4 separate regions of the Mus musculus genome follow, and regions 1, 2 and 4 are each linked to region 3. The links are chromatin contacts, called in public ChIA-PET and HiChIP or PLAC-seq maps. All regions are on one chromosome and are shown on one strand. The core of a region is the stretch at or near the end of the contact, and the rest is flanking DNA. Distances in the headings are between cores, read along the strand shown.

Region 1 (2,700 bases), core at 114-2,613, 230 kb before region 3:
GGTGTCAGATCTCATTATGGGTGGTTGTGAGCCACCATGTGGTTGCTGGGATTTGAACTCAGGACCTTCGGAAGAACAGTCGGTGCTCTTAACCACTGAGCCATCTCTCCAGCCCAGCCATAGAGATTTTAAAGGAGCAAAGCAATGTGGACCAGCTTGAACTGGACACAACAAGTGCTTTACTGCAGAACAACATGAAGACTTTGGAGTTTGGTAAGCTAGGTGGTTTATGCCAAAAGTTGGCTAATGTTTTCTGTAATGGGCCTGATAGTTAAATATTTTAGGTTTTACAGGCCAAACCATTCAGTTCTGCTATTGGAGCATGGAAGCCTTAGCTACAAATGAGATCATGGCTGTTGTCTAACAAAACTTTATTGATAAAACAAGCAAAGGTCCCTATTTGGCCCATGAACGTAACTTATCAAGCCTTATTCAGTCACCTTTGGTTTTCTTCATTTGGGGACACGCAGCTTCATTTGGTTTTTGAGAAATGGCCTTCCTGTGTGCCTTAGGGTGAGCCCACACTCACTACAAAGCACAGGCTGACCCTGAACTCAGGTTTTTCTTGATCCGGCCTCCCGAGTACAAGGATTACAGGTGTGTGTCACCATGGCTAGACTTTATTATTTTCCAAGATTTAAAAAAAGACTGTCATCATCATCTCAGGCCAGGTGAGCCCTCCCCTACCCTAGCTACCCTATCTCTACTCCAGGAAGAAAGGCTTTGTGCTCTCGGCTCTAAATGCATTTCTAGTAAGCCATTGCTCACCTCACACCACACCATCACTGGTTGTTCCCCTTCCCATCTGACTGCAAATTATTCAAGAGGACTTGCTAGCTTCGCCACCTATAAATCTCTAGCAGAATAGGACTCAATATGGTACACAGGTGGTGCTCAATAAATGCCACTGACTTGAGCTGGGTACATGGGTGATGCCAGGCAAACTGTAGAGCTGGTTGGGTTGTTCCTCGGTTTGTCACTCTTTCTTTATAGAGGAGGAAGCCAGGTAAAGGTGACAGTCTTTGAAGTTACAAAGCAGAACCAGCAATCACCAGATGGCAGGAGGTATGCTATGTACACGCCGTGAGTCACGAGAACGGTAAGGATGGGCTGCCAGGCCTAATTAACAAGGGCTAATTCATTGTAAAACAGCTCTGTTGAGGTGGAATGGAAATGCAGAGCAACTATAGTGGAAGGACTGTTGAAGAAGGCAGCAGTAAGTCAGGAGCACCTTGCTGACGAGTGCTTTAGCAGTTGAATATTAAGCTTTTAGAGCTTTGAGAAGGTATTGATTGGAAAGACATGAGTCAGCCGCTTCATCTCGCTTGCTTCTATTCAATCACTCATGAGGTAACAGGTAGCTCTACCGGGGAAACTAAAATTATCTGTGACTCACTACTCTACCAGTTCATGCTCTAACAAAACCAACTACAGTCCTTGCAAAAGCAACAGGATATTGCACAACCCGCCTGCAGAAGTCTGTTTGTTGTCTCCCATTTCCATGGGGGTGGTGGGGGGGGGGTGGTGGTGGTGGTGGGGACAAACAGTAGTAAACAGAATTTGGTCTGAATGTTGAATGAGTCTAGAGACCCGGACTTCTAGACAACAAAGTTTCAAACACTTAACTGCTGACATTGGATTCTGACCCATAACCTTATTTCTAATCCCCAGGAGAGAGCACTTTTTTTTTCTTTTTCTGAGTCATTGGCATTATGACAAAGTTTTAGAACTGAACTGGCTTGTCACTGTGACCTCACAAACATAATTGCATCAACAGTAACCTTGGGGGAAAATTTAATGAATTTCCTATTTGTATGTCATCATTAATTCGAGTTCAGGGTGTAGCCTGGTTGATGTCCTGCAGAGCTTGGATCCACAGATCCTGGTAACACAAAGGTCAGGAAGCCATCTTACAGCCTTAACTAAAAGCTCAGCCAGCGGGAGAAGACCTCTACACGGCTCCCTTGTAGCCACATGCTGACTCCAGGCCACAGTTCACATTTACCCCGGAGTCACAAGCATGGGGTCAGCTCAAGGATCTATGATGGTGAGGCACCGTTCGCAGCAGGGAGAGAGGCTGAAGGCTGAGTCTTTATAACAAAGAACGGTTCTTGAAATGTTTTTCAAATTTAAATTATGATTTAATTTAATAAAATATGCTATGAATATCTCAGGAGCGTGTCTTCTAAGTACACCAAATGGCCCAGGGAGCCTTACCTCACTCCCCTGACAGAGGAAGCACCGAAGTTCCACTCGTGTATACCTTTCTGAAACACAGGAGAAGATGAGGAACAATGAATGGAAAAAAATCATAAAATCATTTAATATTATTATTTTTTAAAAACAAAGTTGTTTTCCTGATGTATATCTCCTCACGAGGCGATTATCTGACTGAGCCCACGAGGGTGATGTTTATTTAATAACACCTGTACTTCCAGACAACAGCTTTCAAAAACCCTGCAAGAATTACTGTCATGAAATTTAAACTTTAATTTTAGTTGTAACTGCTGTGCTTTAATTTTAAGTAAACACCAGAACGAAACAAAGCAACAACCCGGTGATCAGGGTAGCTGAGAGGCTACGGTAGCTCAGTGGCTCCAGCAAATAAGCTCATGTTCCTTTGGGCCAGCTGCCTGCTACCTTCCTTGCACTTGTGTGTTTGAGTTCACATGTATAGGGTTTGGAAGCACATGCGTGCAA
Region 2 (2,740 bases), core at 166-2,665, 250 kb before region 3:
CAATAGCTGGGAAATGAAACAACCTACATATCTGTCAAATGACTCGCGGATAATGAAATCATGGACCATATACATCATGGGGGACTGCTCAGCTGTAAAGAAAAATGAAATCATAAACTTTTCAGGCAGGTGGACAGAACTAGAAAAGATCATGTTGAGTGAGATGTCCCAAACCCAGAAAGACAAATGCCCCATGTTCTTTCTCATCTGTGGTCCCTAGCTCCAAGTCTTCAGATGTGAGCAAATAAACTAGACTAACCACAGAAACCAGAAGGTAAAAGGAACCATGGAGCATGGTGGGAATCAATATAGGTAAATATCTGGGTGCAACTGACTTGTAGAGGGAAAAGCAGGGGCACTTTTTTTTTTTTTTTTTTTTTTTTTTTTTTGCAACAGGGTTTCTCTGTGTACCTCTGGCTGTCCTGGTAATTAGGGAGGTGGAGGGAAGTTAATAAAGCAGGAGAGAAGAGGGTAAAATAAGAGTAAGAAAAAGTCATAAGGAATCAGTTATTATCTATCAGAATTACATATAAGACATGCAAGCCTATACATATATACACATATGCACACATACTATATATATGAAATTTCCCATCTGGGCTGACAATGCTCTCCCCAGAAGCCATACACTAGTAACAAAAGCCCCAGCACCAGGCATGAGACGTAGCCTTTTGAGCTGTGGGTTAGAGTTGTCGAAGAGACTCCCTATACCTGGCTATTGTCACTGCCTTGGATGCTTCCCAGAGGCTGAACGGAAGTCTCTGTTGCTGAACATACCATATACTTTGGACACAGACATGAGGGATCCAAGCTGGCTCTGATTTTAGAGCTTCCTCCATGAGGCCGAGCCTTCGTTGTAGCAGAAGATGCCATGCAAGCTTCCAAAGAAAGGAAGTACCCAGCTATGATGCCTATGAACCAAAACTAGCACCGCACAGTATCCCTAAGAGCATAGTGGTAAGCATATTTACTGGTAACCAAGAGTTCTTAACTGGACTTAAGGTTCACTCAACAAGAGGGAAATCAAGCTTAGCACTAGAAACCCAGCCAATTGCAAGGGACTATAAAGTCATGAACCTTGGAGGAGATCCACTATCTACCACTCTACTAAAGCGCCATGACCCCTAACTCCATTCTGAAAACATTTATGCTTATGACCACAGAAAAGTATAGTTCTCATTTCTCATCAAAGCAACTTCTCTTTGCAATAGACAGACCAATAAAGAAATCTGTAATTGATCAAAATGCAGAGAAGTGACAGTATTGTCTGTCACCCTGGACCAACCATACACCTACAACACAGCTCCTTCACCAAAGGCTTGAGAGTCATGGCAGAAGAGAAGACAGAAAGATTGTAAGATCCAGAAAGTAACAGAAAGTTTGCTGTGAGGTTTCCTCTCCTAGAAAGGTGAGAGAGGCTACACCCAGGAAGTCTCATCAACGTGGCTGCTTAAACAAGACCTAGACAAAGATGACACCAACAGACACACTAACATGGAAGTCAAAAATCTCATGGGACATCCACTCTAGACAAAGAACTACAGGCAAATAAGCAATGCTGAGAGCAGGAGAAATAGAACTCTTCCCCAGGGAGGAGCCCCCAGATTGGTTATCCAATCCCAAGAGGTCAGCCCTGAAATCAAGAAACACTTTATAGACTGAGCAGATTGTATTTACACATTTAGGAATATATATCTCAACAATTAGAGAAATGGAGGCCATGAACTTGAAAGAAAGCAAGGGGATGTAGAGGAAGGGTTAGAGAGAGAGAAGGGGAAATAGGAGGGAAATGATGTAATTATATTTTAATTTCAAAAAGCTAAGGTTTATTACTTTTGAACATTCAGTTTTTCAAGAGAAGCCGATGTTTTTATTTTAGTACTTTATATAAGGATTAATAGGCATGGCAGATCCTCAGGAAGAGGCCATGTCCTGTTCAACATGGGAGTACTAAAGTCCACCCTACAGAGCTCCTAGAAAACCCCACAGAATGGCAGCAAAGTCTACTGCTTCAGTGCGTAAGGAAGCTATACCATACGGAAGACGATGGCATGAACATAACTGTGCGCAGGGGACAAGAACTGGCAGCTCTGTTACCCGCTCCCATTTCCTTACTCCCCACTCACAATGAACACTCAGAACACAACATGACATTTTCGGATATAGTAGTACCCAGAAAGAACCGCAGGAGGCTGAGGCATGGGGCACCCTACCTTTATATCCCGGTGGACTATCTGATTGTCGTGAAGGTATTTTAATCCTTCCAGTATCTGCTTCGTATAGAAGCCAATCGTCTGTTCGTTGTCCTTTAATGGGCCCCATTTTGAACGAAGGAGAGCAGAGAGGCTTCCTATAAGATAAGAGAAACAGTGAGCAAAACTCATTCAAGCTCTTTAAAGCAAATACATAGCGTGACACTAAATGAAGCCAGAATGCACTGGCTCTTCACAGTAGGCCAGACTCTGCTGGTTGCCTGGGTTCAAATAGGAACATGTATGAAACATAGGAACATGTATGAAAATATCCCTATTCTGAAGGCAGCCAGTAATAGGATACTCAGTTGCTAGCTTCATTCAATCCATGCCACAGTGACTGAAACTAGACCGGTTTCAAAATGTCTGTACTGCCTGCTGAGTAGCGTCAAGTTCATGTCACCCATCTGACCATTGTCTCAACACAGACAAATCAAGATCTGGACTCTAACAAATTCCATTCAATCTAGCTCTTCTTCAGGCCTTAG
Region 3 (2,700 bases), core at 1-2,500:
CCTCCTGCTGAGCTTATAATCCGTTTCTACATCTGTACCCCACGGTTGGGTGCATCATAGAAGTGGAAAACCATAAAGATAAAAGATTTCGAGGAAATGTACCCATGTGCCCAGGCAAGGAGATGTGGTGTTTAAAGGTTTGAAATTCCAGTCGTTAAGAGATGAGACCCCAGTGACTGAAAGGGACGTGACACAGAGACCAGAGACCTCAAATCCTTAGCTTCTCAGCGGAAGCTTGGACATCACTATAAATTTTAAATAGCATGGGAAAAAAAAAAAAAAAAAAAAAAAAACGACTGTAGCTGGCAATTACAGAAGCCAAGCTAGTGGCTCTGCGCTGCTGAGTTTTCTGAGGGTCAGAACGTAACTTGCCTGCAAGTGAATTCAGATCAAAGCCTCACTGGGGTGGGGGTGGAAGGACCTGGAGCGAGTGGGGGTGGGGGTAGTCACAAAAGGTAAAGTAGGGAGGAACACATGCGCACTTTTCACAATGGGGCAGAGGAGTGCTCTCTGGCGAGGGAAAGTGGTACCCACACAATCCTACTATCTGAAGCCGGTTCCCTGGAATTCAAAAACCGTTCTCCGGAACACCTGGACAGGGTGGAGTGTCTATGGTTCATCCTTGCGTCACACACCCTCTGCTTTCTCCCTTTCGTCATTTCAGCAGTCCATCTATCTCTACCTGGCCTCTGGGCTCCTTCCCCTCACGCTCCTTCACTGCTAGTACTATCAGCTTGCCCTCGGTTAGTGTCTGCTTTTGCCTATTTTATATCTTTGCCTAAATTAAGTGTGTCCCTCCATTCCCACGACCCGATGCCCAGACGCCATTCTCCATAAGGAAAGCTCCTGCAGCGCCACGCAGGATCTCAGGACCTTTTCTGGGAGGGGCGCAGAACCCAAGCTCACAGCCTGGCACCAGAAAAGGCCAACTTCGGGGCTCCAAAGCACTCCCCAGCAGCTGGTTCTTTTAAGGCCCTGGGATCTAATGTCAGGGGGCCCGCCGCCCTCCAGCACCGACGTGTCTCATTTCCCGTGCAGCGCTGAGAGAGACCGTGGGTGGAAAATCCGCTGCAACTCGCGGGCCACCGGGCTGGGGGCGCCGTCACTTGTTGCGACCAATGAACGGTGCTCAGTGCTGGAGCGTTGTTTCTAATACCGTCTTTAGCTGTGCAGGGGATCCCCCAGCACGCACCCCGCTGCTCTGCCACTGTGGGAAGGGAGGAGGTGCCGCGCCCGGAGAGCCGACCCCGGTGGGCGCTGGATGCCCCAGGGAAGCAGGCTCCACCCGCCCCGCGGCAGCCGCCTCAGCAGGTCCAGTCCGCACTCCGCAGAGCATCCTTCTGACCCAGGAACCACACGGGACACAGCTCATCAGGGATCCTCACCTACTTCCAAGTCGCGGTCTCTAGGATTCCCGCCACTCCTCTCACACCCGTCCCCCACCCCTGCCACTTTTCGGAGTCCCCCGCCCCCGCCTCCCGGCATCTGCGGGGCAGTCGCACGCGGAGCTGCTGAGCCGGGAGGACGCCCGGCTGGAGCTGCCCTCCGCAGCCCAGCCCGCACTCCCTGCCCTTCGCTTCGTCCCGCCGCCCGGCCCGCGCCCCCGCTGCCCTCGCTCTGCGCCTCCCCGCCGACCTCCTGCGAGTCTCGAGCTCCGCCACGGCGGGGTACGGCGGGGCCGGCGCGATGCGGCAGCTGTGCCGGGGCCGCGTGCTGGGCATCTCGGTGGCGATCGCGCACGGGGTCTTTTCTGGCTCCCTCAACATCCTGCTCAAGTTCCTCATCAGCCGCTACCAGTTCTCCTTCCTGACCCTGGTGCAGTGCCTGACCAGCTCCACCGCCGCGCTGAGCCTGGAGCTGCTGCGGCGCCTGGGGCTCATTGCCGTGCCCCCCTTCGGCCTGAGCCTAGCTCGCTCCTTCGCTGGGGTTGCCGTGCTCTCCACGCTGCAGTCCAGTCTCACTCTCTGGTCGCTGCGCGGCCTCAGCCTGCCCATGTACGTAGTCTTCAAGCGCTGCCTGCCCCTAGTCACCATGCTCATCGGTGTGCTGGTGCTCAAGAACGGCGCGCCCTCGCCCGGAGTGCTAGCGGCCGTGCTCATCACCACCTGCGGCGCCGCCCTGGCAGGTGAGCGGGACCCGCGTCAACCCTGGTCCACCCAACCCACCCGGTAGAGACCGCTGGGACCACTCGGTGCAACGCCCTCACTGCCAGATGGGGATACTGAGGCAGGGAGCTTTGAGTGGTCCTTGGGATCACAAAAGGGACTTTTCTTCTGAGACCCAGCGCAGCCTCTCTCAGCCTTCAAGCCTCCTCCATCAGCCCTGCCCCCCAGGTGTCCAGGCTTCCGCCACCCCACCCCCACCCCTTTCCTCCCCCACCCGGGTCTTTCTTGTTCAGCCCCTTCCTCAGGAGGGATGGAGAGTCGCCAGCGCAGAGAACTGGAGTCCAGCCCTGCACTGAGCCGGAAGGAAGGGGGCCGGGAACTTCCTCGGATCACGCGGGGTTGGGGAGCTGGAGAGACGGGAGTGAAGCCTGAGCAACCTGGGCTCAGTACCCGGGCCCTAGGCAAAAGGAACCGCCCCGGGGCTCAAGGGCAGGAGGGGCGGGGAGGACCCCCGGGGAATCCAGCTGCGGGCAGAGGGGAAACACTCTTTCCGGGGCCGTGCCCGCACTCGGTTGAGGCCGCTAGCTGGGGTTCC
Region 4 (2,700 bases), core at 157-2,656, 140 kb after region 3:
GAAGTACGTGTGGAGGTCGGTCCCATGCTAAATGCTGGGTCTCATAGATCAAAAAAAGCCCAGTGGTGTGTGTGTGTGTGTGTGTGTGTGTGTTTATGTGTGCGTGTGTTTGCTTTAGATTTTGCTGTTAAGTTAGGAGTATTGCTGCCTTCTAATATCATTTTGCCCAGTTAGTGAGCAAGTTTTATTTCTCACATTAACACCAAGCAAGTTCAGTATGGTAGCTCTATTGCACTCACTGTATGCAGAGATCTTCCCGTAATCATTCATATAGATGTATATGTATATGTGTGTGTATATGTGTGTATACATATGCTTGTCTCTCATCCCCCTTGATGACCATACTTAAATCTCTGTCTAGACCTTTTATAATAAACTTCAACTGTGCTTTAAAAACAGAAAATGAATTCATATCAGGGATATTTGAATAAGCCTTTTCACATTTGGCTTATCTTGGATTATTAAAATATAACCATATACTTGCATAAATTTAGAACTTAGAAAATAATCTTCTTGTATAGACTACACGGTTCAGAAACCGCTCCAAGGCCAGCGTGCATGCTTCCGGCCTCTGAAAGGTAGTGAGCATCATGTTTTCTCTGATTGAGGTCTCACTTTTTTTCCCCACTCGCTGGTTTTTCCAGGCTGGAGCACAGGTGCTTGAATCAATTTTATAAAATTACAATTGATATTTTGGGAAGCTTTGTGGCTGTTGTCTTTAATTGAAACCGTGAGATACCTTGCTGAGATACCTTGCTTTTTAAAGAGTATGTTTTTATATGGCAGAAAAACAGAAAGAAGGAAAAAAAAAGAAAGAAAAAGAAACTTTTAAAAAGTGAATCAGCTTGGCTTTCTGAATTCCAGCGGTTACGGTTTAAACTTTAAAACAACAGAGAAAATCCTTCTAGTGCTTTATGTCTTACTGTTTTATGCTTTGTTATTTCTCAGAAGTACGTATACGCACACGTCAGGATTGCCAGGAAAACGGGATGTGGCTTACCCTTTTGGGGCTGATTTGGCTTTTCCAAACTCTGATCCAAGCTCCCACAGGCTATGAATCTTGGACTTGCCAAGGTTTTAGTGCGAGCCGCCCCTTGCCATCACTGTCACCAGTTTCGAGGTACAAGTTTTGGGCCACTCAGGAGGGCTACTACCACCCCTGTACCCCCCAACCCCAGCTCGGATTCAGCAAGCTGGAGCCCGGCGTGGACCCTTTCAGGCTCCTGCCAGGTAGCCCTTGCCGAGAGGAGCGACTCTCCTACCTGCGCGTCCCGAAGCGGCCAGCAGCAGAAGCAGCGTGAGCAGCAACAGTGGCGGCGGGTCCGGGTGGCCCGGCGCCGGGGTCCCGGGAGTGTGCATGGGCTGTCAGTTCGGGTCACATCTCGGGAACGCGGCGTGGCCTCCCCGGGGCTCCTCTGCAACAGCGAGACCCGGGCGATGGAGCCCAGAGTCTGCTGTGCACAACCAGCTCCCCCTGCAGGGAGTCCACGCGAGGGTGGCTGTCTGGGTTTCAGTTCTGAGTCCACACAGGCTTCAGGGGGTGATGGAGAAGCCGATGAGCTCTGACTCAGTACAGCAGAGTCTTATCATTCACTTGAAATGTCAGGTTTCATCCCGGAAGAAGCTGGAAGGGTGAAATAGGTACATATTTCTCAACTTACTGTTAGGCATGCTGCTTACCCTAGTCGAGATTTCCTCCCCACACCCCGAAGTCAGGTATCTTTGCATTTTACAGAAGAGCAGATGCAACCTCAAAACACAATAGAAGTCTCCCAAATGGGAGAGGGCCATCCCCCAGCTAAGAGAAAGAAAGGAAAAGCCAGGGAACACTGTGACAGAGATGTGCAAGCAGACCTCAGGGCTCCTCCTTTCTAGGTAGCTGTAAACATTAAACACAATGCGAAAAGAAACAAATTAACCATGTACTTCAGGCAGACTCTCTCTTTCCTCCATAGACTCCTGTTGCAAATGCACAAATAAAGAGAAATAGCCCTAAAATTGAATCAACAGACATCTAGAAGAGTCTCAATAACTAAAAGAAAACAAAACAGACGAACAAAGAACCCCTTTTGTGGTGGAGGCAGTCAGAGATGCAGCCGTTTTTAGAATGCCTTACACTCCTGTTTTCACTCCTGTTTTTTTTCCGGCTCAAAGAGTCCTAAGAGTCTTGGATTGGATTTGAAGGCTTCTGGAGGGTTAAAGCAGACCCTGCTATTCAGTTGTGCTTCTAGTTCACACCGGTAGGGGGCCCTGGAGGAGGAGGGACAGGACCTGTTAGCTGTCCTAGTTTCCAGCTTCTTCAGATACACGAAGAATTTGCCTCGCTGGCTGGACCCAATTCTCATGGGTCCAAATCTCCATTTAGTGAAATTCCTTTATCTTCTGTGTAGTCATGTCTTCCTTTTGTTTCTCCAGCCTTAGGAGTGGAAACTGCAATCAGTAGCTACTAGTTTCAAACTTCGACTTCTTTTCTCAGTGATCGGTTCTCTGACATCTGCCTGTTAACTGTCATGTTTCTTTCCTTTCCTGCACAAACTGGGCTCTTACTGATTCATATGTAATCCCTGAAAAAAGTAAGAAGACAGTATGATAGCAACATATTCTTTTTATATCAATGTTAGGACATGTATGCATTTCTGTTTAAATATGACTCATTCATAGCCTTAAAGGAGCTAGCTCAAGCAGACAGCTACCTTGCTT

What was found. ChIA-PET counts read pairs in DNA pulled down with a chosen protein or histone mark. HiChIP or PLAC-seq counts read pairs in DNA pulled down with a chosen protein or histone mark.
Region 1: an HNF4G HiChIP or PLAC-seq map of pancreatic cancer cells shows a contact between it and region 3. The contact joins the enhancer-like site here to the promoter of Slc35d3 in region 3. A contact is called at or near these places in 2 of 39 promoter capture datasets (the C10 cell line and hippocampal neurons), 9 of 484 Hi-C or Micro-C datasets (Th1 cells, differentiating embryonic stem cells, embryonic stem cells and 2 more), 4 of 115 datasets of contacts at active chromatin or transcription factors (embryonic forebrain, embryonic stem cells, pancreatic cancer cells and 1 more) and 3 of 9 other capture datasets (embryonic stem cells, liver and pancreatic islet).
Region 2: a contact with region 3 is called in an RNA polymerase II ChIA-PET map of effector CD8 T cells, with 5 read pairs. The contact joins the enhancer-like site here to the promoter of Slc35d3 in region 3. A contact is called at or near these places in 6 of 115 datasets of contacts at active chromatin or transcription factors (effector CD8 T cells, embryonic stem cells, fetal liver and 2 more) and 1 of 9 other capture datasets (embryonic stem cells).
Region 4: an H3K4me3 HiChIP or PLAC-seq map of embryonic stem cells shows a contact between it and region 3, with 8 times the contacts expected there. The contact joins the promoter of Il20ra here to the promoter of Slc35d3 in region 3. A contact is called at or near these places in 7 of 39 promoter capture datasets (the 3T3-L1 cell line, embryonic stem cells, hippocampal neurons and 2 more), 3 of 15 datasets of contacts at CTCF or cohesin (CD8 T cells, the NIH/3T3 cell line and large pre-B cells), 10 of 484 Hi-C or Micro-C datasets (cortical neurons, embryonic stem cells, megakaryocyte progenitors and 1 more), 18 of 115 datasets of contacts at active chromatin or transcription factors (astrocytes, bone marrow-derived macrophages, cardiomyocytes and 9 more) and 3 of 9 other capture datasets (adipose tissue, embryonic stem cells and liver).

What each region holds. Positions count from the first base shown.
Region 1 is chr10:20,076,049-20,078,748 of GRCm38.p6, reverse strand. Map3k5 (mitogen-activated protein kinase kinase kinase 5) reads right to left here. Exons shown (of 30, transcript NM_008580.4): 12 at 2,218-2,267. Among named protein-coding and RNA genes, the nearest start is that of Map7, 94 kb to the left of the region's middle. Within about 2 kb of position 1,363, at least 104 of the 459 cell types and tissues checked have an H3K27ac peak or open chromatin away from gene starts, as enhancers often do. A contact at or near this core is called in liver and pancreatic cancer cells, where this site is marked.
Region 2 is chr10:20,099,671-20,102,410 of GRCm38.p6, reverse strand. It overlaps Map3k5 (mitogen-activated protein kinase kinase kinase 5), which reads right to left. Exons shown (of 30, transcript NM_008580.4): 17 at 2,214-2,350. Among named protein-coding and RNA genes, the nearest start is that of Map7, 70 kb to the left of the region's middle. Within about 2 kb of position 1,415, at least 3 of the 459 cell types and tissues checked have an H3K27ac peak or open chromatin away from gene starts, as enhancers often do. A contact at or near this core is called in effector CD8 T cells and memory CD8 T cells, where this site is marked.
Region 3 is chr10:19,850,009-19,852,708 of GRCm38.p6, reverse strand. It overlaps Slc35d3 (solute carrier family 35, member D3), which reads left to right and starts at 1,250. Exons shown (of 2, transcript NM_029529.3): 1 at 1,250-2,125. The coding sequence starts at 1,687.
Region 4 is chr10:19,711,293-19,713,992 of GRCm38.p6, reverse strand. It overlaps Il20ra (interleukin 20 receptor, alpha), which reads right to left and starts at 1,406. Exons shown (of 7, transcript NM_172786.2): 1 at 1,263-1,406. The coding sequence starts at 1,359. The region is part of intron 1 of Gm33332 (a long non-coding RNA gene); the gene reads left to right.